Linked DNA regions of Mus musculus: regions 2, 3 and 4 are each linked to region 1. A link is a contact called in public promoter capture Hi-C data. All regions are on one chromosome and are shown on one strand. Each heading gives the region's core, a stretch centred on a gene start, on an enhancer-like site or on the middle of the called end of the contact. The rest is flanking DNA. Distances are from core to core; before and after follow the strand shown.

Region 1 (5,907 bases), core at 3,138-5,637:
ACTACATCCCATGGAGCCTGTTGGGCAATGAGTGTACAACAGCCTCTCTCTCTCTCTCTCTCTCTCTCTCTCTCTCTCTCTCTGTATGTGAGACCATCTTTCTCTGTGTCACTATCTCTCTCTGTGTCACCATTGCCCCTCACTGTCACCATCCCCTCTCTCTCTCTGTGTCACCTTCCCCCATCTCTGTCACTATCCCCCCTCTGTCACCATCCCCTCTCTCTGTGTCACCATCCCCCTCTAAGTCACCATCCCCCCTCTTTCTGTGTCACCATGCTCTCTCTCTGTCACTATCCCCCCTCTCTCTTTGTCACCATCGCCCCCTCTCTGTCTCACCACGCCCCCTCTCTGTCACCATCCCCTCTCTCTCTCTGTGTCACCATCCCCCCTCTCTGTATCACCATCCCCCCTCTCTCTGTCACCATCCCCCCCTCTATCACCATCTCCCCTCTCTCTCTGTCACCATTCCCCTTCTCTCTCTGTCACCATCATGCTTCCAGTCAGTCCTTTGTCCTTTCTCTGTTGTGCTGGCCCTACTCTGTTTTTCTCTTCCCACTGTTGAGGTTCAAGAGTGTCCCCACAAACCACAGGAACACCAGTCTCAGTTAAACAGGGTTGGTTTATTGAATGCACACTCCAAGACTGATCGGACCAGGGTGACAGCTCCGGCTGCACAAGTGGAAGCTACACACTGGACACTTCTCAGGGCCAGCTTATAAAGGCTAGAATCATAAAAACCACAATGAGCTCATATGCAAGTGCTGGAAGTGCTGCCCAGTGATCGGCCCTGACTCAAGCTGTTTTAGACAACCAGTTCGTATTGACCTTTAATTTGATGGGTCCTAAAGTGTAGCTTGTGGTTCTGGAATGTCTTAAGATTAACAAACCTCAGTACATACAAAACATATAAGGGTATGTGGTCATCTTGACCTTGCTCTCAGTCAAATTACTTTTCTGTGTCAATGACTGGCGGGCAGATTACAGCAACATTATGAAATAGCTGGGGGGTATGGAACAAAATGGCTACAGCTATGCTGGGCAGAGGGGCCTCAACACTCACCTCTCCATCACATAGTTATTCTTTGTAGTGGCACTCACCACTCTGCACCTTGAAGTGGCAGGCAAGCCTGGGTCTGTAGCCAATACTTCAGATTCCCTGAGAGAATCTGTCTCAAAATATAAGGTAAGATAAATATTCTTGCATACCAATAGGCTTATATCCTAAGATCTTAATATACATGTTGAGGAAATGTATATAAGAACACCCCCCCCCCAGAAAAATAAGATAGTGGACAACTGAGGAAGACGTGGGTATCAGGCCTGCACACTCACAAACTAGAAAAGTAATGAATGCTTGTATCCCTGGCCCTGGAGGAGCAGAGACAGGTAGATCCCTGACCTCGATGGCCAACCAGTCTGGTCTACTTGGCAGGCTCTAGAGCCCTCTACCCCACCACCCACCACTCTCAAAAACAAAAACAAAGCAAAAACAAAAAATAAAATAAAACCAAAAAAACAAAAACCCAGTCAATTCAGCAGGTGAGGTGGCCTGAGTTTAACCCCCAGAACCTCACTCACATAGAAAACCAGAAGCAGTTGTGCATGAGTCCCCGTGCCTCTGCAGGGAGTTGGGAACTGGAGACTCAGCCAGAAGCTGCTGCAATATAAGCCGCCTGCTGCATACAACACTGCAGAAACAAAAGACCTTGCTTCAACAAAGTACAAGGCAATAAACGAGTCCCAAAAGTTGCTCTCTGACCATACATGAATAGTGACAGGCACATCCCTGCACCCTCACAAGCAATATCACAGCCCACATAGGGACAGACAGACAGACAATAGTAAACTTTATTTTAAAGGTAGACAGATGTTGAGCATGTGACACACATCTTTAATCCCAGCACTTGGAGGCAAAAGCAAGCAGAACTTCAAGGCCAGCCTGGTCTACATAGGTAGTTCTGGGACAGCCAGGCTACACAGTGAAGCCCTGCCTTAAAAAAACAAACAAACAAATAAATAATTGACAATGTGAGCAGAAACAGCACCCAAGGCTGACCTCTGCCCTTCACATGCATGTGCGCACACAGAATTATCAACTACAGAAAAATACACCACAGTGATCTTATAACCACATTAAATGGAATAGATAGAACTCAAGTGGGAAGGAATTTCTCCTCATAAGTTCCCAGTGAAGTTTTTATTTTGTTTTTGTCTTATTTTAGAAGTAGTGGGGAACAAAGCCAGTGCTTCATGTTAGCATCCTACCACTGAGCTACACCTCACACCCAGTTCAAAAAAGAAGGGGGCTTACATGGAGTCTTACTATTTAGCCCTGACTGACTTGAAACTCACTATGTCTACCAGGCTAGCCTTAAAATAGTAGAGATTTTCCTACCTCTGCATCCCCAGTTTCAGGATTAGAAGCATATGACACCATTCCTATCCAAATTTAGAAATTAAGGAGAAAAAAAAAAACCTAAAATAATTCAACTGCACAGTGTAGAAAAGTGATTATTATTAATCACTTATTAATCATCAGCTAGGCGGTGGTGCACACCTTTGATCTCAGTGCTCAGGAGCCAGAGGCAGGTGAATCTCTCTAGTTTCAGGTCAGCCAAGGCTACACAGAAAAACCCTGTCTCCAAAAAACCAAAACCAAGGAAAAAGAAAGTGATTGGCAGGGTTGAAGAGACAGCTCATCAATACTGCTTTTGCAGAGGTCCCAGCTCTCAAGTCAGGTGGCTCAGGACTGCCTGACATCCCCACTCCAGGAAGCCACTCTATTCTGGCCTCATCGGGCACCTGCACACATGTATGTGTACATGCACACACACACACACACACACACACACACACACAAATAAAATCGAGAGGCAGGAGTGATGGCTTAGCAGCTGAGCACTGGCTGCTCCTCCAGAGGACCAGGATTCAATTGCCAGCCCCCTCATAGAGGCTCACAACCATCCTGTAAACTCCAGCTCTAAGGGATGCAACACCCTCTTCTGGCCTCCATGGACACTAGGCATGCAGTTAGTACACAGACATATGTGCAGGCAAAACACCCATTACGCATAAAGTAATAATCTTTAAACAGAAATAAAAATAAAATCTAAAAAAAAAATGATGCAGGTGTAAAGTTGGCTGAAAGGGGATAACGCTGGAAAAGTTAGACTCTTTTAGGTTTAACATTTTTTAATGAATTATTTTATTCATTTACATCCCTAGACTTGTTATTTTTAAAACACCTACCGCCTGGGCTGTGCTCAGCTTGCTGCAGTTGGAGATGGGGGAAGCCATTGCTGTTAGAGAGCTGGCTACTCCGATGAACCTCAGGGTTCAGGCCTGGGGCAGGAAAGAGCACTTCCTGTAGGAACTGGTGCCAGTGAGGACAGAGGGAGGTCAGCAGCCTGGAGGGACAGAGGGAGGTCAGCAGCCTGGAGGGACAGAGGGAGGTCAGCAGCCTAGAGGGACAGAGGGAGGTCAGCAGCCTGGAGGGACAGAGGGAGGTCAGCGACCTGGAGGGACAGAGGGAGGTCAGTGGCCTGGAGGGACAGAGGGAGGTCAGCAGCCTGGAGGGACAGAGGGAGGTCAGCGGCCTGGAGGGACAGAGGGAGGTCAGCAGCCTGGAGGCGTGCTGGGGAAGGAATGGGGGAGCATAGCTGGCCTAGTCTGGCCTGCAGGCACTCAGGTCCCTATGGATTCCCTGCTCACTATAAACCCTAGCCAGGCCGATGCCAGACTTTGCAGTAGGTAGGTATTAAGGTATACAGGGCAGGACTGGAGAGATGGCTCAGAGGTTAAGAGCACTGCCTGCTCTTCCAGAGGTCCTGAGTTCAATATCCAGAAACCATGTGGTGGCTCACAATCATCTGTAATGGGATCTGATGCCCTCTTCTGGCATCCAGGTGTACATGCAAATAGAGCACTCATATACATAAAATAAATAAATCTAAAAAAAAAAAAAAAAAGGATGTAGGCAGGGTAGTGAGAACGAGGGTTCTGCTGGCTTGGAGGGCCAGGCTCAGCTCTTTCATGGCCCAGCCAGTGCCTCACACTCTCTCAGGAAGGCTTCTTCTGTCTGCTATCCATGGATGGGAGGCTGAGAGGTTCAGCATTTGGCTCTGGGAGCTCAGTAGGCGCCTTTGGCCAGCCTTGCCTTTCTGAGCTAGTTCTTTGGGAATCTATTCTTTGGAGAGAAGCAGAAGAGGAAGGTAGAGGAGGAAGAGGAAGGTGGAGAAGGAAGAGAAGGAGGTGGTGTCCTCATGCCCCGAATCCCCAGTGCTGACTGGGAAAGTGTGCTGAGTGTGTGAGTACTGTACTCATGTGCTACAGGGAACTGCTGGGTGTGGCGCTGGCCATCTGGTGACACACAGGAAGTGTGCCTGGTTTTAACTTGCACTCCTTCTCAGGAGAAAAAGCTGAGCCGTGAGGAATCCAGGCAGTGAGGGTCTTCACTTCGTTCATCAGTGCCTCAGCCTCCGTCCAGAGCCAGGGAGTCAAGGAGTGGCTGCTGTACCCAGAGCAATGCAGTGGCCTACGCTGTGGGCCTTTTCAGGACTGCTCTGTCTCTGTCCCTCCCAGGCCCTGGGTCAGGAGAGAGGTGCCTGTCCAGGTGAGAGGGGTCTGCTCAGAAGTGTGGGCACACACATACCTGCATATGCCTGCACATGTGGCAGCAGGAGATGGGACATTTTAGAAGGGCAGCCTGAAAACACATCCAGAGACAGGCTGCATGAATGCTAGTGGGTACGGAGAGCTGTGGTTTTCAATGCTGCTCCAAAGCCACCCCTCTTTTTTTTTTTTCTATGCAGATGTTAAGGTCGTAGGTCTGGGGGCCCAGGACAAGGTGGTTGTCATCCAAAGTTGCCCTGGCTTTCCTGGCCCACCTGGGCCCAAAGGGGAGCCTGGAAGCCCTGCTGGAAGAGGTAGCAATCTGGATGGGAGAGGGATTCCCCTTAGCCTCCCCTTGGCCCAGCTCCCTCCAATCCTACCTAGGAGATGAGATCCAGTTTAGTCCTTGTGTTTACAGGAGAACGGGGCTTTCAGGGCAGCCCAGGAAAGATGGGACCTGCCGGCAGCAAAGGTAAGAGGGAATTCTCACATGGGTCTATCTGCCTAAGATCCAGACAGGTCTTGAGAGTGGTGCCAGTAGCACCTGAGCCCACACACCATCCTCCCCTATGTCCAGATGCATGCCTGCCCCCTTCCTACAGGCTGGGCATTCAGATCTCTCTCCTACAAGTTCTGCTCGCATGGATGGACACATAGGTGGATACACACACACACACACACACACACACACACACACACTGAAGTGAAAAAGAACCAGCACTGTAAGAATGCCCCTTCTGTCTACAGGAGAGCCAGGAACCATGGGGCCCCCGGGAGTTAAAGGTGAGCCTAGTAAACAAGTCTCCTTAGGAAGGGACCAGGAAGGACAGCTCCACATGGAGCAATATGGGATTAGGGTCTTGTTGGCTTAAGGGGAGTCTTGAATACAAAGAAAGGTGGGTGTTCCCAGAAGCACTACTTCAGGGGTCCCCAAAGTCTCCCCGGATCATTATGCATATCAGAATGTTGGGGGCTCACAGACTAGGGGAGAGGCTGGAAGCTGGGAGGGGTACAGGAGAGGATGTGGCAGGATTCCAGCTCTGGGACAAGGCTAGTATGCTGTATTCCTCCAGGGGAGAAAGGCGATACAGGAGCTGCGCCATCTCTGGGTAAGTACATCCCATAGTCTCTTCTAACGTTTCCAGTGTCTTTACCCTCTGGTTGTGAGTGAAGAAGAGTGAGCTTCGGGGGCTGAAGTAGCATGAAGCATCTGTGGGCCCAGCCAGCCTCCCAGCCAGCACCCTGACCTATCCCAACTCTGGGTATAGTCACAGACAGGACAATGCATAACAGCAG
Region 2 (6,087 bases), core at 3,243-5,742, 1.0 Mb before region 1:
GCCTGCTTTCAGGGCTGGCCAGGCAGCCCTCTCCAGGCCATTCTAGTCTCCCTACAGAACACATGCTTCAGCATTTATGTCCACCCCTAGGACATGCAGCAGCCAATTTCGCCCATTTCCTTCCCTTGACCTCCCAGCCTTCTCCCCACCTCCCGCCAAATCTCTAAGGACCCCCACAAGGGTCAGGTCCCGGGGCCCAGGCAGACTTACGATCACCACCTGGCAGACGTGCCCACGGCAGAGCTCTGAATAGGACGAGTAGTGCACGTAGACCATCCAGCTGCCCACGAAGATGCCCAGCCAGACCAGCAAGACATACTTGACCCTGAGGCCTGGGAGCCGGCCCTGCGAAGGAGGGACTAGGTGAGGAAGTGCCCAGCTAGCACCCACCACCTCCAGGACTGAGAAGCGTCTCGACACCCCACCATGTCGGGCACATGCCAGGGTCTGCAGCCAGGGGCTCCCCATCAGGGACAGGGAGACGATTCAAAGTGAGGAGAAGCCTAAGCCGAATGAAGATATGGAGCCTGCTCCCTTGAAATGCCCTCATTTCCTAACACCCCTGCCTCCAGGTACATCCAGCTGAGCAGCCGGGCCATCAGCCCCTCCAGGGATTGACCCTTCGACCCTTCTTCGAGCCAGGACCAGCAGGTAAAGGAGTGTGAAGGGCAAGGGCCTAACAACCCACCTCTGTTGCACCCTGGGAAGCAGTGAAAAGACATGGGGTCACACACCCACATTCACAGCAGCAGCATCAACAACAGCAATGGTGAACGCCAGAATCCATCAATGAGATAGAGAGAGACACCACTCAGCCTCGGCAGGAAGTCATCTGGCACCTGCCACCACCGGCATGGATGTCACAGAAGGATACCTCCTGTGAGACTCAATCAGACAAAGTCCCCAAAGTCCTCACACGCATCGAGCCAAACAGAAGTTAAGTGTCGGGAGCAGCGTAGGCTGCGGGAACAGTCAGTGTGGGAAGGTGAGCTTTCTGTGGATGGGCCACGCCAGTGGCTCCGCAGCACTGTCAATGCACAATTCACCAAATGCACAAGTAGAGAGGGACAGGACAGGATATTTCAGGCTGTGCATTTGGCCACAACTGTGTGTGCCAGGTGGTGGTGTCCCACACCTTTAGATTCCAGTACTTGGGAGGCAAAGACAGGAGGATCTCTGTAAGTTCAAGGCTGGCCTGGTCTACAGAGTGAGTTCCAGGACAGGCAGGGCTACACAGAGAAACCCTGCCTCAAAAAAACAAAACAGCCGGGCGTGATGGCACACGCCTTTAATCCCAGCACTCAGGAGGCAGAGGCAGGTGGACTTCTGAGTTCGAAGCCAGCCTGGTCTACAAAGTGAGTTCCAGGACAGCCAGGGCTATACAGAGAAACCCTGTCTCAAAAAACAAAAACAAAAACAAAAACAAAAACAAACAACCAAAAGCCAGCAGTGGTGGCCCACACCTTTAATCCCAGCACTCAGGAGGCAGAAGAAGGTGCAACTCTTTTTGAGTTCGAGGCCAGCCTGGTCTACAGAGTGAGTTCCAGGACAACCAAGGCTACACAGAAAAACCCTGTCTCAAACAAACAAGCTGAGTGTGTGGTGGACACCTTTCTATAATCTTACCACTTGGGTCACCCTGCCATCCTCACCCCCCTGCCTCAATTTTCCCGGCTGACAGCAAAGAAGAGCGCTGGCAGTAGGAAAAGTTCTGGTCTAGGTGCTAAGGACACTGGCCTCCACTAAGTACTCCAAGCAGTGTCCAAAATTGACAGTCAGAGACAGCTAGATGCCACCTCCCTCCCCACTGCCCAGCCTGGAAAATGGCAGTCCCTGCAGGGAACAGACTGGACTTCCAAAGAGCCCGTCCCACATGGGGCTAGACGTCCCAAGCTCAAGGTAAGGGCAAGGAGGCATCAGCCATAGAGAACAGGCAGCAGGGACGGGGAAGGCCAGACCTGTACGGCAGCATGCTGGCCTTTCTGCTCAGGTGGGAGGGTGTTCTGGGACTCAGAAGCCCAGAAAGCACACAGCTCTGAGAGGAAGCCTCCGCAGCAGAGGCACCGTGGCTCCCAAGGGAGCCGATCCCCAGGGCCTCAGCCCCACTCCTTCTCTTCCTCTCCTCTCTTTATTGCTTCTTGTCGTCTTCCAATGAGAGAGCCCACACCAGGCAGTAAATCTTATAAAAGAAAAGATTTATTGGAGAGTCCAGGGAGAAGAGGGACAAATCCAGGAGTGGCTGCCATGCTCCCGGGAGAGAGCAGATAGCCGGGAATTGGACAAAGCATAATGCTTATCTTATATAGTGGTTCTTGGAGGGGGCAGGAAGCTTTCTAGAATGAAGATTTCCAGGGTGAGGAGTGGTGGGATTTCAGGGCCTGAGCTTGGGAGCTCAGGGGTTAATTGGTGAGCTTTCTTGTTCTGGCATTGCAAGTTTTTGTTCACACTTTTCACCTAAAATTACCATAATATAGGGAGGGTCCTGTTGAGGGGATGAACATGACCTTTGTGACAGAGGCTGAAATCAGTTATGACAGGGAGGACTCCTTAGGCAGGCACCTGGCCACTTTCCTACCTTGAGGGTTTACAAAGTTTACAAAGGAAGTCCATCACAGGAAAAGCTTTCCCGGCCTCTTAAGTGGCCTGAATAACCAACACGGCAACCCTACAGGGGGGACTCTACTGATGTCAAGAATTTCCTGTGGCCTCCTGTCTACCCGCGGCCAGAAAGTCTGAGAATGAAACCAGCTAGCACCCCACTTTTGGATTTGGGAGTCATGCTGAGCTCAAGTTTACCCTAGTTGCCTCCGAGCCAGAACATAAGGAACCTCTACCACAGGAATGATGCTTAGCCCTTCTTCTAGAACATTCTTCCAGAAAGTTCTAGGAGATGGTCCCTATTCCGGGGCATGGCTCTGGGGACTTCTCCTGGGACACTCATGGCTCTGGCACTCAGCTGTTTCTTTCAGATTTGTCCAAAATTAAAACAGGAAGACTGAGAAATTGCAGGGACACTGGCTGTGAGGCCAGATCAAAGGACTCAGCCACACCTAGAGCAAAGGGCCAGGGCCAGGGCCAGGACAGCGGCTGGCCCAGGCTGGCCCAAGTGATGTAGAACTAGAAGCCGCTAGAAACCTGCAGGTCAGAGACCACTCCAGGCAGGCCCTCCCAAGCCACCTTGGCACAGGTGGCTCCCCTAGACTACCTTGGCTAAGCTTTGATGGTTTACCTGGCCTCTGTCTGACGCAGCTCTTCTCCAGGATCCCTGAGTCTTTGCTCACCCCGGGGCGGGACTCACCACAGTGGTACTCAAAAGCTCGCACAGATTTCTGCCACTCAGTGGGGAACAAGTTGGCAAGCCCTGGGCCCATAATTTTCGAGGCTGAACAGTCCAGCTCCAGAAAAGTCACATGGAAGGTGGGAAGGTCATTACAGGGATAGTAACTGCACAGCAAACTCCCTGCCCAGGAAACCCGGGCCAGGTGGCAGGTGCCCTAGTGTTTCCCACGCAGGAAACTGAGGCTTGGGGCAGGAAGGGCTCAGCCAGTGGCTCTCTCTGAACCAGCCCCACTGGGAACTGGCCCAAACCCCTCTCCTGCCACTCCTGGGTCCACACATTGCTGAGTCAGGGCCTAGCTTCAGGGCTAGGGGTATGGGTACACCCCATCTCCTGGCACAAGAAGGGTCCCCCATACACCTCAGGTCACGAACCCAACCTAGGCCTGAGCATGGATCACAGCACAAGCTACTGCCTCTGGAAGAGGGCAGACAAGGGCATCTGGGCCTGGAAGAGCTCTGCATCCAACAGGCTTCAGTCCTCATCCTTTATGTAAAACAGTCTAAGGGAGGCCAGGCCCCAGGACAAAGGCATCCTCCAGCATCCTCAGGACGGCCCTTCAGAGAGACCTTGGCTAGACTGGTGAGGGCTGGCTCCTTCCTGTAGGCTCTAAGGACCGTGGCAACCAGCGGCTGGAGCCCAGAGGCCTGACTCCATCACCTCAAAGCATGAGGGGAGGGGCCTCTTCTGCAGACAGGAGCTGGCCCTCCACTGGCCCAAGGTCACCACAGCCCCTGTTTCCAGCTGTCTCAAGAACTGGCCAGGGGCTGGCCAAGTTTGCTATTCCAGAATTTTTTTTTTAAGTTGCGAAGGTTAGAAAGGACTCCGGTGCACCCGCGTGCACCCATCGACCCTCGCCATCCCACGCCCTGCCCCTCCCCGTGTGGTAGCACCTGGCCGGCTGCGGCTTACCTGCAGGCCCTTGGAGAAGGGGCAGAGGAGCACTAGGTGCACCAAGCGCCGCAGCCGCCGCATGATGGGCTCCGGCCCCGGCTGCGGAACCCCGCGGCTGGCTCGGCCTCAGCCCCAGCCCGGCCAGGCCCGCAGCGGCCGCCGCTCGCTCTCCATGCGGGCCGCTCGTCCTCGGCTCGCGTTAAAGGCAAGGCGCGTGCCTTTCTGAGCAAGGACCGCGACGCACGCGCGGGGAGACGGCCTGGAGGAGGGGCGTGCACGCGCGGGAAGATGGACAGAGGGGCGTGCGCGCGCGTGTGGAGACAAACGGAAGGGGCGTGCACGCGCGTGGGAGGACTGGCGCGCGGCCCCGCGGCTAGTCTAGCTCTCCCGCTGGGGACCTACGCCACCCCCCACCCCCCCACCCCCAACCTCCCGAGAGCTCCGGGACCCGCTACGGCAACCCTGTGTGAGCATGAAACACCGGGGCAGGCTGGCGCTGAGGACCTGTAAGGTCCCCGCCTGCGCTTGCGCATTTCTTCCACCTTTTCAAGGGTAAAAGACGTTGATGGATCTGCCCCCATCCCTCCCCAGTATGCAGGTGAGGCTAGTCAGTCCTGAGGCCACCACCTCTGGCACCGAGAGTCTTCAGCCCTTGTTGCACCGGGGCATAGGGAAGGACCCACAGCCCACGCGGTCAGCAACTACTCCTGAGAACCAGTTTCTTCTGATTTCTGCCCATGGACAGACACGCCCCTCTCCTGTGACTCCCATTTAGGGTGATTAGGAAAGCAGCAGCTGACCTTAGTTAGAGGCTTATTGAACTTAGCAGACAATGGCCAGAATGCACCGTCCACCATGCGCATCAGCTGCCCTCAATCCTCACCCACACCTTTCTTAGGGGTTCTATAGCGATGTCATATGCATTCCCAGGGAATACGCCTTCCCCTGTGCCCCAGTGCTGTCCATATATATATGCCTTGCAAAATGATAAAAGACAGCTTTAGTTTAAGGATGTTAATTGCTTCGCAATTAGTGAACCAGGCCAACCTTCTCTTCATAAAAGTGGAGCGAGAGTCCCATGAGCCCAGCTGAAGGGTTTGGATTTATAAGCTAGAAAGGCTGAAGAGAACTAGAGCCAGGAGCAGGTCACAAAACAAATGGAAAATAGCATCAAGTCTGTGTCCCAGAAACCAAGAAGCAGAAGCAGAAAGACCAGCCTGGCCTATGTTTCAAATTCCAGACTAGCCAGAAGCCCAAAGGGAGACCCTGCCTCAAGGAAGGAAAGAAGGAAGGAAGGGAGAGAGGCTGGAAGAAAGGGATGGAAGGAGGGAGGAAGAGAGGAAAGAAGAAAGGAAAGAAAGGAGAGAGGGAGGGAAGGAGGGAGGGAGAAAAGAAGGAAGGAGAAAAAAGAAGGGAAACATGGGATTGTTTCATTATCGCACCAATTATAAACGAGCTGCTTAAGCAGTTTGACTATTTTATTATGTCTTCAATCTTGATTTTGCAGGTCAGATAAACAATGTAGTTTAAGTGTGGTGACGGGAAGGCTGAAAAAAATGACTCAGCAGCTGAAAGCACTTATTGTGAAAACATAAAGATTGAAATTCAAATTTCAGCATCCATGTAGCAGATCGAGCATCCTGCGCACACCTGTAACCCAGGTTACAGGTTGAGTGGAGCCGTTGTAGGATGGTTGCTAGGACTTGCTGGTTCACAGCCTAGCTGAGAAAGCAGCCTGAGGTTCAGGAAGAGACCCTGCCTCAAAGGAAAAGGTGGACAGTGATCGAAGAAAGCACCCAGCACCCACCTCTGCCTTCCATGTGCACACATGATGCACCTCCATTCCCCACGCATGA
Region 3 (5,642 bases), core at 2,308-4,807, 1.4 Mb before region 1:
AGGAGTTGCTTGTGTTCTGGCCACTGCAAAACCCCTCAAAATAGCACTTTGTGTATCTAGGGGGTTTTCACCAAACAGACATTCTTAATTTTAATGTAGACAGCTGGCTTTTGTTAGGAAATTTTGTTTTGTTTTTAAGGGAAAATAGAAAAGAGCTTCCAGAGTGGGATGGGCTTTGGTGGAGAATCTCAGGCTTGATACTTTCGGATTTCTAACCTAGTTTAAGAAACTTTGATTTTCTTCTGTTAGCTCCATAGTTTTTTGTTCTTTTGTTTTTTGTCTTTTTTCCTCTCATATTGAGACCACCAGATGAGACTAGAGTTCTAACTGGTCTACTCTGGTGTAGGTAGACTGTTCTGAGCCCTCAAGCCTGGCTCTCACTGGTTGCTGCTGGGCTGGGCTGTGCTGACTAGTGTTACTTATAAAATGAGAAGTCTACTAAAGCTTCGTCTACTAAAACAAAACAAAAAACAACACGTTATATATAGTCTGATTTTCACAAAAGTATGTCAACTCCTTTTTTTTTCTGAGAATATATGCCAATCCTTTGACTTTTGTAACATTTAAAAAAAAAATCCATGATATAGTATGGCTTCCAGGTTTTTCAGCTCTTGTATGCCCATTAATGAGTCTGAATACACTAATATGTATCCAATCTCAACTGAATAAAGAGAGATATCTTTTCAAAGAAGAAGGAGAGAAGAAGAAGGAGGAGGAGGAGGAAGAGGAGGAAGAGGAGGAAGAGGAAGAGGAAGTAGTAGTAGGGCCTGGGGGGCTGGAGAGATGGCTCAGAGGTTTAAGAGCACTGACTGCTCTTCCAGAGGTCCTAAGTTCAATTCCCAGCAACCACATGGTGGCTCACAACCACTATGATGGGTTCTGATGCCCTCTTCTGGCGTGCCTGAAGACAGTGTACTCACATATATAAAATAAATAAATCTTTAAAAAATAAAAATTAAAAAATTAAAAAGTCAGGCCTGTTCCGACTTCAGTGGGAATCTTAGCCTATCAGTCTGCAGCCACCAGGTAAACTACTCAAAAATGTCTTCTAACTTGGTAAAGGCCACTCCGACTTATTTGGGGTTGTTCTTTATGCTTGCTTGGTGAGGGTGTTTGGTTTGGTTTTCCTTTGAGGCAGAGTCCTGCTCTATAGCTCAAGCTGACCTCAAACTATCTTGCTCTCTCTCTCTCAGCCTCCTGGGGACTTCCAAGCATGTTTCACTACGTCTGGCCACATCTTGAATTTGGGTCAGGACAGGGATGCCTCTTATGATACACCAGGGAAGATTCAAATGACAATCCCATCTAAAACATTAGCCACGTGACCCTGAACATGTTGCTTTCCTAATTCATTTTTCTCTCCTACACATGAGCAGGTTGTGCCCCAATACCTGAATAGCAGGACACCAAGAGGGGACAGTGTGTGTGCTCTTCTCCAGTGTGGAAGCCCAGCGAGGCCCCTCCCCTCTGACTGCACCTTCAGGTTACAGTCTGCCCCAGCCACCCAGGCTTCACCAAGAAGTCCCTCACCAGGAACTCTGGGAGCCTCTGAGGACATTGCTGAGAGCTGCCCATTCTGGCAGGACACAAGCTAAGGGAGGGCAGAGTGTTGGCCCTCTGAGGCTGCAATTAGCACCAACTTATTAAACTTGCAGCAGGCCTGGGTCACCGGATCCCTCCACTGGGCCTGGAATTCCACCATTTTCCACTTTCCTGTGTTACATTATCCAAATGGGAACTGATGCAGGAGAATGGACCAAATGAGTGGCACAGCTTCTATGTCACAAAGTCTCCTCTAATAAAGAACTCAACGCAGCACTCATTCACGCAGCAAAGCTTCCAGGGCCACAGAAGTGAAAGACTGTCGGCCCCCTGCCTGTGTGGAGCTAGGCCTGGTCTCACCTGAAAGGCCTGCACTCCTGTCCTCAGCATTCCATCTACAGAGCTACTCCACCATGCTGTCCTACAGAGCCACCTTTGGGAGGACCAGGTCGCAACTCAGACGAACAGGAGTCCTTTGACAACCAAGGACTCAAATACATCCACTCACTTGGGGTGCTAATAATGCTCATGTCTTCCATATAAAGGAGATGTCCCTATAATCCTTTCTTCCTCTGTCTACAGAGGTCTTTGGGACCAGAATAAATCCCTCCAATAAATAATAAGCCCCTTAGAATATCCTCCATTCCAAGAGAGGATAGCCCTATGTCAAAGTGACCGGCTAAGCCATAGCTCCTGCCAAACCCCTATTGAGTTTTTAAAGCAAATACACGATATCCTTCCCTCCTATGATATGCCAGTATTCAAAACCTTGATGTCCACCCCCCTGATCCCAATGATCAGGTTCAGGGAACAATTTAAGCTACGGCCACAGGTCTCCAGTAAGGTTTCACTGATAGCTTGGCTCGGCAGGAGGATTAGGGAGGCCTTCGGGAGTAGCACAGGTACCCACAGGAAGTATGGGACTGGGTGGGATTTCCAAAGTCAATCTAATCTAGAAATCACCTGGTCACTGACTGAATCACCATGACGGAGGGAGGATAGCCGCCTACAGGTCATGGTCAGGCCCTTCCTTGTCCCTCACCCCTTAATACCACCTTGAACTAGCTAACTGCACTGAAGAGGATTTGATCAACCTCAGCAGACTTCTTCCAGAGCTGCCTTACCAGGGCAGCACATACCTAACTCTACCCTATCCATCTGACTAGCAAGATCGTCTGGACAGATGGGGCTCCAAGGTATTCCTCCAGACAGGAAAACGGATGAGTCTTCCCCTACCCACACAGTTCCTGCTCTGGTACCAGGTAGGCAATGGATCCTCGGGCCTTCCCAGCACTCACCTGGACTTCTAGGAATTCACAATGAAAGGGACACCCAGGATTTAGCAAACACACTGTTTGGAAGGCCAGCAACATAGCTGCACTGAAGAGGCGGACCTGCCTTCCTCTTTACAAGAGCAGAGAAAGCTTGCTGGTGTGGAGGATACTAGGCCGACGAGAAGCATTAGGAGAGTGTGGACAGTAGGAACCCGAGGAGAACTCCGATCACTGCCCAGCCACCCTGAGGGGCCACTCTTCTCCTGGCACCATCTGACCCCCAAGCAAACTTCCCAGCCTGTGGAGAGCTGCCCCCCATTTATGAACAAGTTTTGTCCAAAGGCTGGGAACTTGGCAGTCCCACCCCAGCCCAGGTAAGCATCACCAGGCCGAGGCAGGGCCGGGAAGGGGCAGACGCGCGTCCTCTGTGAGTCTCATTTCCTCTGATCAGGGCCGCAACAACTGGGCAGTAAGCCATCGAGTTCCGGCGGTGGACTGCAGGCCTGAGGCCGGGAGCCATGGCAACCCCGGGGACGCCCGCTCCCTGGACCCGATACTCACACACCGCTCCTAGCACTCCCGCCAGGCGGCACAGCCAGCGGTACCACCAAGTCATGCCCTCTTCCTGTGCCGGCGGGGCTGGGCCCGCGGCCGCTCCGGCGGCGCCCGAGCCGCTCATGCTAAACGCTGCGCGCAGCCCCAGGCGCGCACAAAGAGACGTGTCCACCCGCGCGCGGCCTTGTGGGAGAGGTGGTGATTAGCATAGGGGCGGGCCCGCAGGCCATAGCCGGGGGGCGGGGGGAGGGCGGGAGGAAATGGAGTATAGCATAAGGGGCGTGTTTACAGACTGTCAGACGCCCTTTGCCACCCAGCAGGTGCGCTGGATCCGGTCTGGCCTTTCCTCTTTGCAAGATTGGAAGACGTCATCCAGAAGTGGCAAAGGCCTTGTTCAGACCTCCAAGGAACTCCGCCTTGCAGTAGAATGAGCTTTCGAGCTAGGCTTGTAATGGGCGGCAGGTTATGGGAGGAAAACTCCAGTCTGGTATCCTGTATCCTTTATTAACCACTGGGGGCTGGGACTGTTTTTCTGATCTCCACCTCCCAGTCCCAGCCCTTCTGCACCTGGAAAAGGTCACTAAAAGAGGTTCCCTAAGGCTAGCAGGCATTAGAACTTCTAAAGAGGCTAAAGTTGCATACTCCCCGGCTGTTGGAGAGAAACCTAGGACAGAGCCAGGCTGTCGTCCTGTTCCGATGTCCTAGGTGAGATGGTCCAATACTCGCCCTGGAGACTGGCATGTGCCTCCAGGAAGCCAGGGCTAAACTCCAGTTCAGCCTCGCTGCCTTCGGACTCCCAGTAGAGCACCTGCTGCCCCCAAAATGTTGTGGTCCTCAGACTGTGGATGTCCCTGATCTGTGGAGAAGCAAGTAGCCAGAACAGGCCATGAGTGATCATTATTTATAAACTCCTGGCTACTCAGAGTCATTTTTGTTTCTTAAAGGAGCCCACATGAGGGACACTCGGTTCTACCCAAGAAACTCCCCAGAACACACAACCAGGTACAAGAGCTAGGATCCTGCTCAAGACTAAGTCTGAGGTGCTCTGGTGCCTTGTAGAGCATACTGAATCGCAACCCTACCTATGCTCTTCTGAAAACAAACAAAACACCAGACACAAACACGATGCTTCCACGCTGGGTCAACAGGCAATGGACTCCCAGGGAAGGCCTTCTCTCTTCCTTCTTGTGGGTAGAGCCACAAGCATTCCCTGGTGAGTGAGTGAGTGGCAGAAACCCTCCTTCCCATTCTTTCCAATAATTTTGAAGTTTTGGATGAAAAATAAGCTAAAAGTGTTCCCTAATGCCAACACTCCCTCCCTCCTTCCTAGAGACAGCTCTCCAGAATCGTATCAAAAGATTACCCCCTTTTTGTCCCCATCCTCGTGGCCTCACCGAGACATAGTTGGCATTGGTCCCCTCAGAAGCAGTGCCCATATCACTGGCCAGGGCGCGGATGGCAATGCGGGCCTGTGGAGCCACACTGATGAAGACCCTGCAGGTCCCTGCCTTCCTCCCGTCTGGGCTCAGTGAGGGACTCACAATTTCACCCCGAGGTCCAAAGAGCTGCCTGTCACATTCTGCAGGCAAGAACAATGATAGGCTGGGTGAGGGCCACCTCAGGGAGACTACTGACACCAGGGGGTTCCCTGACTGCCTCTCCCGTCCCTCTGGTGGGCCTTTACTCTGTCCACTTCTAATAGACTAGCTTCAGGCAGTGATCTGAAAGGGGCAGGCAGTGGTGGCTCAGCAGAAGTGTTTTGTACAAGGCAGACAACTTAAGTCTGATTCCTAGGATCCCCATGGCAGGAAAGAACCTCTATCACTGACCCTCAGCCCCGTCCCCACAAACACACACCCTAACTTCGACGAGGGCGGAAAAGCTTTTGGTTCTTGCCACACAAGCCTGATTGCCTGAGTTCAATCCCAAGAACCCGTGTAAAGATAAAAGAAGAAAATTGGCTCCGTGGTGGAGTTGCCCTCTGTCCGCCACACCCACATCGTGCCATGTGCATGCCCACACATGTACATCGTAATTCCTAATATTTAAAGGGACTGAGAGGTGTTGGTGCCCTCTGTGGGGAGAAGGCAACAGTGGCATGCTTTGGGCTGGGCACCTTAAAAGAGAAGTCAATAAACTGGGCTACACAGTACTTAAAACGCTGAACTGGCTAAGAAGTTGAGTTTGACTGTGCTGTCCAGTGACGTCATCAGTGGGAACCCCGCTGCACCTAAGCCTCTCTTTCGAGGCAGATCGTCTGCATGTGAGAAG
Region 4 (5,504 bases), core at 20-2,519, 1.3 Mb before region 1:
ACCTGGCATTGAAAAGTTGTGTCTGACCTCCTAGCCCTGAATGGCTGTGGCTCATGCCATTAATACCAGCACTCATGAAACAGGCAGCAATGCTGAGCTCCACAACTAGAGACCCTGATCCCCCAACAAAACCACCCTATTGTGGTACACTGATGAGACGGCAGGAGGTCAACACGGGGATCCTTCCTCAACTGCTTCCTCACCAAATCCCGCCCATTCCAGGTGGAGGGACTGGGGACCCCCTTCCACCTCTCTCTTCATAGCTGTATTAGTGTGGCCATGCACTGCAGTAAGGGCAAACTCGGGGCCAGTTTCTGGCTCTGGGGCCCGGAACCTCACCTGTCTGCCTGTCCAGGGCCTGGGTGAACTGGTTAATGGCAGGAGGGACTTTGAGCCGCTTGTAGAGGATAGCTCTTTGCCGCTGCAGTCTGATGTAGCGGGGCCATTTGACGAAGCGCGTTAAATCTCTTTTGGGCTGGATGTCCTGTCCTGGGAAGTTAAGAGGGACACTGTGACCGAGGCCTCTCCTCGGGCCGGCCTGCAGCCGAGGCAGTACCCAGGGCAGGAGGGCGTCGGTGCATCAGCGATCTTGGTGGTTCTAGTGTCATCACCACTCATCTGATAGCAAATATTCTGTCACATCATCTGCACACGACCACCATTCCCCTTCTCACACCAGCCGAGCATGCGCAGTGGCGGCTGCTCGGGACGGTGCCCGGCTCTCATTCAGTCCATTGCCCGTCAAGGCGCCTTGCCCTTGTGACACGCCGACGCCACTCCTTACCAATGCCGAAGTTCTTGGGCCTCTTCTCGAACAGAGGGTTGACCACCTTCTTGGCCTCCTGCTTCTTGACGACGGCGGGGGCCGGGGCCACCTTCTTCCCCTTGGCCTTCTTCCCTTTGGGCTGTACGGAAGAGAGAAACCCGTGCCATCGGGCAGCGGAGTCATTGCCTGTGAGTCGGTCGCTGTGGCTCCCTTTCCGCGAGGGACCCCGAGGAGACAGGGACGGCGGAGAACGCCGCTGACGGGCGACGGGCGGCGGATGGAGGCGGATAGCGCGGGGGCCCAGAGACACTCACCATCTTGCTCGGCTGCTGGAGAAAGAAAGAAGAGGGAATTGTGGGGGATAAGTAAGTGGCCGCAGATATCGCGAGAGCAGGCGCCCTCGCGGGATTTCGGATTTAAAGCGACAAGGACCCACTTCGGACTCTGACAGAGGGGCGGAGCCTGAGCGGGGGCGTGTCGGGCCGCGGCTGCGCGTTCGTCCAGGCGGGCGGGCCCTGGCACCGGACCGCAGGCTCCGAGAGGCGGCGGGAGGCGCCAGGAGTGAACGGAAGCCGCGGGAAGGAGCGTGCGGGTGCTTTGTTCCCTCGCCGTAAGGGCCTGCTGCCGGGCGTGTGTTCGTGGACGGAGCTGTTGTATCGGAAATCCCGGTCCCCAGCCCTCAGTACTCGGTTCGGGCCGGACCAGACTGGTTCTCGTCCAGGGCCCGCCATGGCCCAGCAGAGAGCCCTTCCCCAGAGCAAGGAGACGCTGCTGCAGTCATACAACAAGCGGCTCAAAGACGACATCAAGTCCATCATGGACAACTTCACCGAGATCATCAAGACCGCCAAGGTGTGTGGTAGCTGTTCCGAAGCCATTGGAGAAGGCTGGGACTGGTTTTCCCTGGGGCCTGGGTACAGGGGTGAGGAAAGCAGAGGGAATGTGACTCACCTGACCGGTGCGGGTAGGAGTGAAGAGGCGTTAAAAGTAATGGGACAGCAGATAAATAGAAGAGCCAAATAGTGACAAGCACAGAGCAGAGAGGAGAACTCTGGCCCGTTTGCCAGGGCTCTACGTTAGTTACTGAGCACTAGCCACCTGGGCTGAGGTTTACCCTTGCCATAGATTCTTGTGATGACTGGTGAGTTTAACCCTTAAACACCACAACCCTCATGTTGTGGTGACCTCCAGCCATAAAATTATTTTTGTTGCAACTACAGAACTGTTGTTACCCTTTGAGTCGTAAATGCCAGTGTTTTCCGATGGTCTTAGGCAGCCCCTGTGAAAGGCAATCCACAGGTTGAGAAATGCTGTTCTATTTAAATAATTTCTGAGAAGCCTCAAGCCCACTGAGGTCTGTGTTAGGCTCCAGCTGGTCCACCTGTAAGCTTAAACTCAGAGATCAGAAAGTTTGTCTTTTTAATCCTTTATTGAACATCTTTTCTTTCTTTTTAAGATTTATTTATTTAAGGACTGGAGAAATGGCTCAGTTAAGAGTACTGACTGCCCTTCTAGAGGTCCTGAGCTCAATTCCCAACAACCACATGGTGGCTCACAACCATCTGTAATGAGATCTGATGCCCTCTTCTGGTGTGTCTGAAGACAGCAACAGTGAACTCATATACATTAAATAAGTCAATGTCTTTTTAAAAGATTGATTTATTTAATGTATATGAGGACTCTATTTGCATCTATACCTGCAAGACAGAAGAGAACATCAGACAGAAGAGGGAGGGCATCAGATCCTATGGCAGCTGGTTGTGACCCACCTTGTGGTTGCTGGGAATCGAACTGAATGTACCATCTCTCTAGCCCTTTATTTCTTATAAACTGTCACAAAGACTGGGCAGTGTCCTTTTGACATGAAGTAACCTATCGTCACCCAGAGAACAAGAAGGGGTTGGAGACATTGCCAGTTGTCTAGACAGGAAGTAGGCTCTGGATCTGCGGGAAGGCCTGACAGGCTATGGTAAAGACATGAAGGCGGGTGGCGGCGGCGGCGGCGGCGGTGGCAGCTAAGCCAGGTGGCTGCTCCCTGTGTTGATTCTAGGCTTTTCTTATTTGCCCTCAGATTGAGGATGAGACGCAGGTGTCTCGGGCTACTCAGGGCGAACAGGACAATTATGAGATGCACGTTCGAGCAGCCAACATCGTGAGTGTGGGATGGAAGACACCATGGAGGGGTTGTAGGTAGAGTCCAGAGTAGCAGAGGAAAACAAGGGAGCAATGGGGTGGGCAGAGCCTGTCTTGGGGATTGCCCTCATAGGCACTGGGAGGAGGGCCTTGTCCGTTCTGTGGTGGTGATGAGAGGGAGGGCAGCTGTTCCTGTTGACATGAAGGTTTCCCAAGGCTGCTTGCGAATGGAAAAGGAAATGGTGGAATGAGTCCTGTGTGAAATGTGAGCCTCTTGATCTTGCAGAGAAAGCCCAGTAGGCAGTGTCTGTGCAGTGGGTATCGGCAGCGGTGTGGGGCACAGATGCCTGCGACTGCCCAACCTGCAGTTGTGCCGTATCTGGGAAAGGAGGAGTCAGGAGGAAAGTCGGCATGGTTTTCTGTTGGCTCTGAGTGGAATACGCAGGATGTGTACATGGTGTGAGTGGTGTGGTTGGGAAAGGAAAACTCCTTTAAGTGAGCAAACTTAGCCCACTTGGTCACGGAGGGTACTGATTTTGCCTCCCTGGCTGTGCCTCTGTCCTCACAGATACCTCTGTACAGGGCAGTGTTTTTCTTTGCAGAACGTAAACCAGACTTCCAGGATGCACTGCTGGCTCAGCAGCACGTACACAGAGCAGGGCCACTGTGTCTGCCTCCTTTTATATTTTACCCTGATTACGATGGTGCAGGTTCGAGCTGGTGAGTCACTGATGAAGCTGGTATCCGATCTCAAGCAGTTTCTGATCCTCAACGACTTCCCGTCTGTGAATGAAGCCATCGACCAGCGTAACCAGCAGCTTCGAGCCCTGCAGGAGGAGTGTGACCGCAAGCTCATCACCCTGCGGGACGAGGTCTCCATTGACCTATATGAGCTGGAGGAGGAGTACTACTCGTCCAGGTACAAATAGGGCTGGACTGCCATGCAGGTGCTGCCTGCTGCCTGCCCAGACCAGCTAGGGCCTGCAATGGCCTTGTGTTTTTCCAAGTTCTCCTTGGCAGCAGAGCCCCTGACTAGCTCGTTTGACGGACAGACAGTCATAGCCAGCCACCAGCAGGGGCCCAGGCCTTCCCTTCAATGAAGAGGGATGAAAACACAGGACTTGGTTGTGTGTCAACGGCTGTGGCCAGAAAAGGGTATCCCCCAGGGGGCGAGGAAGCCCTCCAGGGCAACACAGTCTCTGTCTTACTGCTTTAAATCTCTTGTCTGTCTAGACAGTTTAGTCAAGGCTGGATTGGCCCCTTGTGGCCTTCCAGGTCTCTAACGACGTTCACTTTCTGGGACAGCCCTGCCTACTGCTTGCTCAGAGATTCAGTTCCATGTGAATGTCATCAGACTCACAGTGGAGAGGTGGGATGGGGGAGGGGTAAGGAACTCAAGCAGGGTGGCTTTGACTCCTGGGCCCAAGATACCTGGATGTCAGCTCGGCCTTATTCATGGAGCTGGAGTCTCCTGGTGTCAGACCTATGTTAGTCTCAGAGGATAGCAGCAGGCAGGATCTGTCACATAGCTCTCTACAGGGCCACTTAGAATGTTGATACCTGAAACTTTCTGATCCAGAGAGGCCTTGAGAAATCAAGAGTCCAGTGTAAAATATGTCGTCGGAACCGGGCTGGAGAATGGAGGCCTTGCCCCACCCCATTAGCTTGAAGTTAAGGTTCCGGTCAGCAGCACCCTGCCTGACTCCCCCTGGTGGTAGGTTTGCTCCTGCTGCTGCTGCACAGAAGCTGCAGTCAACTACAGATGTCCAGTGCTGCAGTGGACATCTTGTTCCCATCTTAGACTCAGTGTCACTGCCAAGCTTCAGTAGTTCTAAAGTTCTCCAGAGAGTTCTGGGGTTATCTTTGGTCTCAGTGTTCATCAGCTTAGCAGAAAAGTGGGAGTATCTACTGTACCCCAAAGTGGCAGAGACTTAGACCAACCCAGGGTGAGTTCCTCACATCTTCCTGTCACTACCTTGTAGTACTTCAAGGACACTTGAGCGGATGAGTACTGGGACAGTGACTCAGTCCTGTACAAGGGTTGAGGGGATAAATTGCTCAGATAGGAACCCAGAGTGCTGGGTTTCCAAAGCCTCGGCCCCTCTGCATCACGTGCATACGTTTCTGGGATGATCTGTGTCCTCTTTGGGCAATCACCTCTCTCATATTCCTCATGGTAAAGCAGCTGCCCCATGCCTAGGAATTTCCTTAAATGGCAGAGTTCTTCGGTAGGTGAGGCAGTAGGTTTTGTCTGCCCCTATCAGCCTCCTGCCCACACCACCACCAGTTGCCCAGCTTCCCCTCTGCATGGCTACTCTTGCCTGTATACGAACTGCTTGCTCTTTCTGGCTTTGCCTTCCCTCCATTCTCCTGGGGATGCTACTCCCTTTGTCTTGGGTAGTTCTGCGAGAGACTGCTGGGGACAGGCATGGGAGAAAGCTAGGGCCTTGTGCATATTAGACAGCTGTAGAAACAGATGTGGTCCAAGTAGCCACTGCTATGACCACTGAGGCATTGTGCTTGCCTCCTCCTGTCTCTGGCTTTCCCTGTGTAATGTAAGGAAATGGAATGTGTAAAGCCTGGGGCTTAGAGCTGTAGAGCTAGA

What was found. Promoter capture Hi-C pulls out the DNA fragments that hold promoters and counts their contacts.
Region 2: a promoter capture Hi-C map of liver shows a contact between it and region 1, with 5 times the contacts expected there. The contact joins the promoter of Dipk1b here to the promoter of Fcna in region 1. A contact is called at or near these places in 2 of 39 promoter capture datasets (hippocampal neurons and liver) and 1 of 484 Hi-C or Micro-C datasets (liver).
Region 3: a promoter capture Hi-C map of liver shows a contact between it and region 1, with 4 times the contacts expected there. The contact joins the promoter of Cacfd1 here to the promoter of Fcna in region 1. A contact is called at or near these places in 2 of 39 promoter capture datasets (hippocampal neurons and liver).
Region 4: a promoter capture Hi-C map of hippocampal neurons shows a contact between it and region 1, with 7 times the contacts expected there. The contact joins the promoter of Med22 here to the promoter of Fcna in region 1. A contact is called at or near these places in 5 of 39 promoter capture datasets (the 3T3-L1 cell line, cranial neural crest, hippocampal neurons and 1 more) and 1 of 115 datasets of contacts at active chromatin or transcription factors (thymic regulatory T cells).

The regions. Positions count from the first base shown.
Region 1 is chr2:25,626,454-25,632,360 of GRCm38.p6, reverse strand. It overlaps Fcna (ficolin A), which reads left to right and starts at 4,387. Exons shown (of 10, transcript NM_007995.3): 1 at 4,387-4,612; 2 at 4,812-4,925; 3 at 5,030-5,083; 4 at 5,359-5,394; 5 at 5,685-5,720. The coding sequence starts at 4,525. Fcnaos (a long non-coding RNA gene) reads right to left here. Exons shown (of 8, transcript XR_003954003.1): 6 at 3,250-3,407; 7 at 1,579-1,688; 8 at 600-1,166.
Region 2 is chr2:26,626,862-26,632,948 of GRCm38.p6, reverse strand. It overlaps Dipk1b (divergent protein kinase domain 1B), which reads right to left and starts at 4,492. Exons shown (of 5, transcript NM_019833.3): 1 at 4,250-4,492; 2 at 211-345. The coding sequence starts at 4,312.
Region 3 is chr2:27,007,841-27,013,482 of GRCm38.p6, reverse strand. Cacfd1 (calcium channel flower domain containing 1) reads right to left here and starts at 3,557. Exons shown (of 6, transcript NM_029862.4): 1 at 3,378-3,557. The coding sequence starts at 3,495. It overlaps Adamts13 (a disintegrin-like and metallopeptidase (reprolysin type) with thrombospondin type 1 motif, 13), which reads right to left. Exons shown (of 29, transcript NM_001001322.2): 28 at 4,766-4,950; 29 at 3,858-4,227. The coding sequence ends at 4,036.
Region 4 is chr2:26,906,407-26,911,910 of GRCm38.p6, reverse strand. Med22 (mediator complex subunit 22) reads left to right here and starts at 1,269. Exons shown (of 4, transcript NM_001033908.1): 1 at 1,269-1,618; 2 at 2,838-2,918; 3 at 3,610-3,818. The coding sequence starts at 1,496. It overlaps Rpl7a (ribosomal protein L7A), which reads right to left and starts at 1,104. Exons shown (of 8, transcript NM_013721.3): 1 at 1,081-1,104; 2 at 785-905; 3 at 340-489. The coding sequence starts at 1,083. It overlaps Gm23969 (a small nucleolar RNA gene), which reads right to left and starts at 650; the gene lies at 577-650.